Linked DNA regions of Mus musculus: region 1 is linked to region 2. Evidence: chromatin contacts called from public Hi-C data. All regions are on one chromosome and are shown on one strand. The core of a region is the stretch at or near the end of the contact, and the rest is flanking DNA. Distances in the headings are between cores, read along the strand shown. Region 1 overlaps Gm50595. Region 2 has its middle 61 kb from the start of Gm46748.

Region 1 (2,909 bases), core at 293-2,792, 590 kb before region 2:
TTTAAAGAAGGTTTAGTCTCCCATGAGTTCAGATCGGTCTGAGGAACTTCCTAGGGACTGTGATTTGAATGAGGTCTTATACAACTTGGCTAAGAAAAAAAAAAATGAAGTGCTTTCATCCAGGAAATAATGTGCAGAAAAAGAGGAGAAACAAGAAAGACTTATTTTTTTGGAGTGGGGGGGGTGTTAAAAATCAAATTATTGGCATGACTGTGCATTGCTGAGACTCAAACCCAGGGCCTTCATGCATGCCAGTCAATACGAACCTTCCCCTTTCTCCATAAAGGTAAAAGTAACACAGCATTTTGATATTTGATGTATATGTATATATATCAAATACACACACACACACACACAGACACACACACATGCACACACACACAGACACACACACATGCACACACACACAGACCACACACACACACACACACACACACACACACACGCACACACACACGAATGCACGCACACACAATCTTATTGAAGATAGAGTTTTCATACACTGTATTCTGGTTGTGGTCCCCTCCCTCTCTATTTCTCTCAGTTTTCCCCTCCCCTCTCCTCCCCTCCCACTGAGGTCCACTCCCTTTCTGTCTTTCCTTAGAAAACAAACAGGCTTCTAAGGGATAATAATAAAATATAATGAGATAAAACAAAAACAAATCAGAATCTAACAAAACAAACAAACAGAAGGCACAAGAACTCAAGAAAAGGCACAAGAATCAGCTGCAGACAAAGAGACTCACTTCTTGGCACACCCATAAAACCGCAAACCTGGAATCCATGGTGTATACACAAAACCTATAAAGTAAAACTAATTGTAATAAAATAACAGTAACTTTTTCTTGCACCACCACTACCCGGTGTATTTATTTATTTATTTTAATAAAAAAGCTCTGACGTAAGGAGTTAGGAGACAAGGAACCTTAAAGTCACCACTGGGTTCCTTTTCAGTCGGCCTCTCCTGTTGGGCACTGCAGCCTGCCCTTAAGAGTGGTTTGTTTCTCCAGTGAGACTTCCTTGGAGAAAACAAAATTTTCATTTCCAAGTGGTTATAGATTGGAGAGAGTTTCTGGATTAGCACTGTGGAGTGTGTCCTCTCCTCCTTTCATCTGCATCTGGTGCAGGACACCCCCCCCCCCCCGCCCCGCCCCGCGTGCTACCTCCATCTCTGGGAGTTCATATGTGCACCAGTCCTGTTGTGTTTAAAAGTCTTGTTTCCTTGGTATCTTCCACCCCTCTGGCTCTTTTTGCCTCCTCTTCCCCTCCGGGTTTCCTGAGCCCCAAAGGAAGGGCTGAATAATATTTATATTTGAAAAGACAGTCTTGAAGCTTTTGTGAGTTAATGCATTTGACACTTTCTTTTAAAATATGTCCCCTTCCTCGTCGGTTTGACTATAGTATGAAGAAAAGTGTATTTATTGGCGAACTATAGGGGTTGCAGATTTTTATATAACCCACCATGTCTTGATGACACCCCAGGCAGATCGTGTCCACTAGGTGGCGCGCATGGGCCTTCGCTGTAATGCTGTGGGTTTTCTAAACCAGGCTAGGGAGCGCTGTGCTATCCCTGGTGAGGCAGCTTGCCCAAGACCAACTCCAAATGCCTTAAGCCTGGGGTTCCCACAGCTGCAGCTTGCAGCCTGATCAACCTCAAACCGCAGGCTGCAAAACCAGAAGCCCCTGAAGCGGCTTCAAACCAAAACACTGAGGTGGACAATGCCATGGCTATTTAGAGGAAAGGGATAAAGACACGAGGGGAGCATTAAAAAGAACGAGATCCTTCTGCACTGGTTTTCATGACAGTATAATTTTCTCTCATGTTGTAAGGTTGAGCACAACGTGAAATCGAGGCTAGATTCTGATGCAGATTTCAGAGTGGGAGGGGAAGGCATTTTGTTTTTCTTTAGGAGAGCGCCAGCTGATTCCCTTTATTTTCCAGATGAAACGCTGACGGCTTTGTCATAGTTTTATCCTTTATTACTGGTCTAAAAAGGGACAGGTGTCTTCCTTCCAATCCGAAGCAGCAAGTAATGGCTTTGGCATCATTTCTTTGCCTCTTTTAAGTTTATGGAAACCCATTTCTCATTGTTAGGCTAAAGATGCAGATCAGAACGGAGGAGCCTGATTCTTGTCACAGGAAGGCTGCTTCTCAGGCGATTAGAAAGCAGCAGCCGGGAGTCTTGACAGGAACGCGTGACAGATAGCTATGGCAACGCAGTTACAGACCCCGCACGCAGGGCCTCCAAAGCCCTGGGTTACCCCGCACGCACGCGTACAACTCTGCTTAGGAGCAACCCTGAGACCGGTTCTACGCGTTTCTGCAAAGCTTGCCTGTGCTGGTTTATCTGAGCTGGCTGAAGGCGGTGGGGGAACACGAGGCCTTTTTCCTGTAGTGTAGCTCAATGCAGCAGCATCTCTGTCTTGGGTTCAAGGGTACCCCGATTCTGTAATTACAGATCGGCAAGCTCATTTTGATTTCGGCCAAAATAACTCTTAAAAAATTTAAAGGTATCTTTGTGTGTCTGGTGTTTTGCCTGCACCATATCCTGAGCACAAAATAAGATTTTTTTAAAAGTCAAATTTATAGTTCCTGTAAAATAATAATAAAAGTACCTTTTTTTGTACTTGCCCAGGGTTCTTATGTATGTAATCCTCTTTTTATGGTGCTGATGGCAGGCTTTCAATGGATTTCTTAAGATCTCTTCCAATGGTATATAATCTTGGTTCAGAAATATGCATTAGTTCAACAAACCCAGACAGAAAAGTAATTAGGGGTGTATGGAAATAGTGGAGTAGGGACAGAGTGATTCTTTTAAAATGGGCTTTCCTAATAATTTCGTTTACTTAAAGAAAGGTGGGTGAACTATCTGCATTTCTGGAAGGCGTGTTGCCTCTTATTCAACCTG
Region 2 (2,956 bases), core at 56-2,555:
GAAGAGGGACCTTCATTTATCCTATGGAGTGTTTCATCTATATGACACCAGGTCTCTACACGGGAAGAAGGAAACCTTAATATCTGCCTCTTAACGCTCAGCATTGTGTAGACAAAACATCTGCTCAAACAACTTAGTTCATGTTTCCGTCCGATTCATATCACAGAGACCCTCACACCCGTGTGCAGGCTGGCTTCTCCTCTACCGAGATCAAGCATGTAGCTGTCCTAGATTGCGTGTACGACTCAATGCATTAGACACAGAGAGAAAACAAAAAGACCATGGGGTCGTTTCCCTGTTTGCACTAAAAATCAGTCGGCTATTAGCTAACTTCCGTAGTTTCATCTAGTAACGCTGATGCTTGATTTAACAATATACTTGTGTGTGTGTGTGTGTGTGTGTGTGTGTGTGTGTGATATAGTGTCTGTATGTATACACATGTAGACCAGAGGTCAACACTGAATATCGTCCTCAGGTACTCTCTATATTATTCTTTGAAACAGCATCTCTCTTTGAACCTAGAGGTCACTGGTTCAGCTAAGATGGCTGGCCGGCAAGCCTCAGGGATCCTCCCGTCTCTGACGCCAGCATTGAGATTATAGGTATGTACCCCCACTCTCAGCTCTTTCCCTGGGTGCTGGGGATTGGAACACGGGTCTCACGATAGTTCAGCTTGTAGCTCTTGAGTTCTCTTCCCAGCCCTCCAAACAATATACTTTCATCGTCTCTTGTCAGTGTTTCAGCTAGAGTAGAAAACTTTAATATCTGCCTCAGAATTTCAATTTTATAGATTATTGGGGGCACATCATTTTCTTTTTAAGTGTGCTCTCTTAAAAGCAGAAATCTAGTTTAACAAGCTTCTAAAATTTAATTAAAAGGCAAAATCTTGCTCCAAAGCTTTGAGACGAGGGAGACCGTGTATCTCAGGCATGAGGTCCAGGTCCAGCTCCCGTGAACACATGCAACATCCCCATAAGAGCTACGTTAAATGCTGCTCCCTCACTGCCCAGAAAGAGCAGCTGTAGTCAGTCAAGTTCAATGTCAGCTCCACCACCAGTGGAGTCCACAACAGAGCAGAGAACTTTCCAGATCTTCCTCCCAAACTGGCCCCGAGACAAACCCGGCTGGCGCAGAGTGCGCACGAGGTGAAAAATAAAACTCTTTTTGTGTTCCCCGAGGCAGACCGTGAAACTGTAAAGATGAGCTGGCATTTTGTTTTATTTTGTGTAATAAAACTGCTCTTTTCACAGCAGTTGGCCCTGGGGGAGTTTCAAATTGCACTGCTCGGCTGCAGCTGTGGGTGTGGCCGGACTCCATCCCAAAACAGTTTGGAGGCCACAGCTGTGTTGGGCCCAGAGGATCTTAAAATTAACATCTGGGCTGCATCCTTTCAAGTTTGCCCCCCCCCCCCCCCACCAAGTCGAGTCGTTTTCACAGGGCAGGAGCACTGATTTGAAGAGTCTGTTCTTGCCTTAACCAGAGTTACTTGAGGAGTATCAAATTTTACCAAAGACTGACACTCGCATTTGGCCTGGGTCACTTTCTGAATCGTCCCCGGGTGATGCTGCGGTTAGGCATGGGAAACCCCGGAGCAGCATTTCTCTGATCTACAAGCAGTCAGTTTCCCGGGAGTAACAGGCTGGTAGATTTTATTTGTGGTAGTTGTTCATATTTACGAGTTCTCGGATCCTTCTTATGTGTTGCCGTTCCTGTCTGCTCTCACATCTGGGGAGTGTGTGTGACCTCTGAACACATTCACCCTCTGAGTTGAGGGTGGAATCACTGTTCTTTCCTGGGGTCTTCTTTCCCGACCTTGGACCAGAACAGCAACGTGGGCATCATTTGGGGAGACAGGAAAAGCCCCTACCAGACCACCTTGGTCTTGAGTGGAGACCAAGACAGCTTTGGGAGGGAGCCGCACTGCCTGGTGAGCCAAAGCACCCGGAGCCACCAGAGTCAGTGCTAGCCATCAGCTTTTGGGTAGGGTGAGCCTGGGGGAGAGGAACTGTTGAGTAGAGAAAGCCTCAGCTTTCAGGTGTCCTTTCCCCTCATGCAGTCTGAGGGAGTTTAGTTCTTGCACCTGGCATTCCTATTGCCTGGTCTGTGTGCTTCCTGTCAGGCCCACATCCCAGCCCCAGCTGAAAGACAGATGCAGAGGCCCTGACAACATGGTCCAGCACCTGAGGCCACTTCACCTTTCATGTTGTTGGGGACAGAAACAGGATAAAGGGTATAAAATCCCAAAGCTAGCCTCAAGGGAATATGTGGGTAGTAGTCAACTGGGCAGAGAAGCCCTTATTCAAACAGAAGACAGAAACACCTACAGTGATGACAATACAAAATGTCTGCTCTAGACTGCCAGGGTGCCTTCTGCCTTAAGGAAGGGGCAATTCTTTCTCCTCTCCTCTCCTCTCCTCTCCTCTCCTCTCCTCTCCTCTCCTCTCCTCTCCTCTCCTCTCCTCTCCTCTCCTCTCCTCTCCTCTCCTCTCCTCTCCCTCCCCCCCCCCTCTCATCTGTGGAGAGCTAAGCTCTCTGGAAGATACCCTGATCACAGGCTCAGGTAAGGAACACAGAACACAGGGAAATCTTTCCTGTTAAAACTCAGAACAAGCTCCAGGTCATGGCCATACTCCTGTCTTATCACTCCTGTCCCACCCCAGTCAGTCCTGTAAAGCCTACATCTGTCTGCTGCTGGCCTGAATCTGCAAATAGGGGCATCCAGCTGACTGATAGTGTTCATATCACTCACAAAGGAAGTCTGGGTGCGATCCTGAGATGAGGGCCTCTGGCAAGTTGTCACTTCTGCTCCTCTCAGTCTGGAAATGGGGAGAACAGCCTGGGGTTTGAGCTTTAAGGTGGCAAAGTGTTTTCTTTAGGTTAGTCACCATTTCCAGATGTCATTGGTGATTTGCTAGTAAATGAAATTCCATTGGAAAGACTCAACCCTAGGGTAAGG

What was found. Hi-C and Micro-C count contacts between places; a contact is called where the count stands out from the background.
Region 1: a contact with region 2 is called in a Hi-C map of uterus, with 5 times the contacts expected there. The contact joins two enhancer-like sites. A contact is called at or near these places in 3 of 484 Hi-C or Micro-C datasets (3T3-L1-derived adipocytes and uterus) and 2 of 115 datasets of contacts at active chromatin or transcription factors (T-cell acute lymphoblastic leukemia and bone marrow-derived macrophages).

The regions. Positions count from the first base shown.
Region 1 is chr2:75,589,009-75,591,917 of GRCm38.p6, reverse strand. The region is part of intron 2 of Gm50595; the gene reads left to right. Among named protein-coding and RNA genes, the nearest start is that of Gm39853, 23 kb to the left of the region's middle. Within about 2 kb of position 1,542, at least 17 of the 459 cell types and tissues checked have an H3K27ac peak or open chromatin away from gene starts, as enhancers often do. A contact at or near this core is called in T-cell acute lymphoblastic leukemia and uterus, where this site is marked.
Region 2 is chr2:74,998,815-75,001,770 of GRCm38.p6, reverse strand. No RefSeq gene overlaps it. Among named protein-coding and RNA genes, the nearest start is that of Gm46748, 61 kb to the left of the region's middle. Within about 2 kb of position 1,305, at least 46 of the 459 cell types and tissues checked have an H3K27ac peak or open chromatin away from gene starts, as enhancers often do. A contact at or near this core is called in T-cell acute lymphoblastic leukemia and uterus, where this site is marked.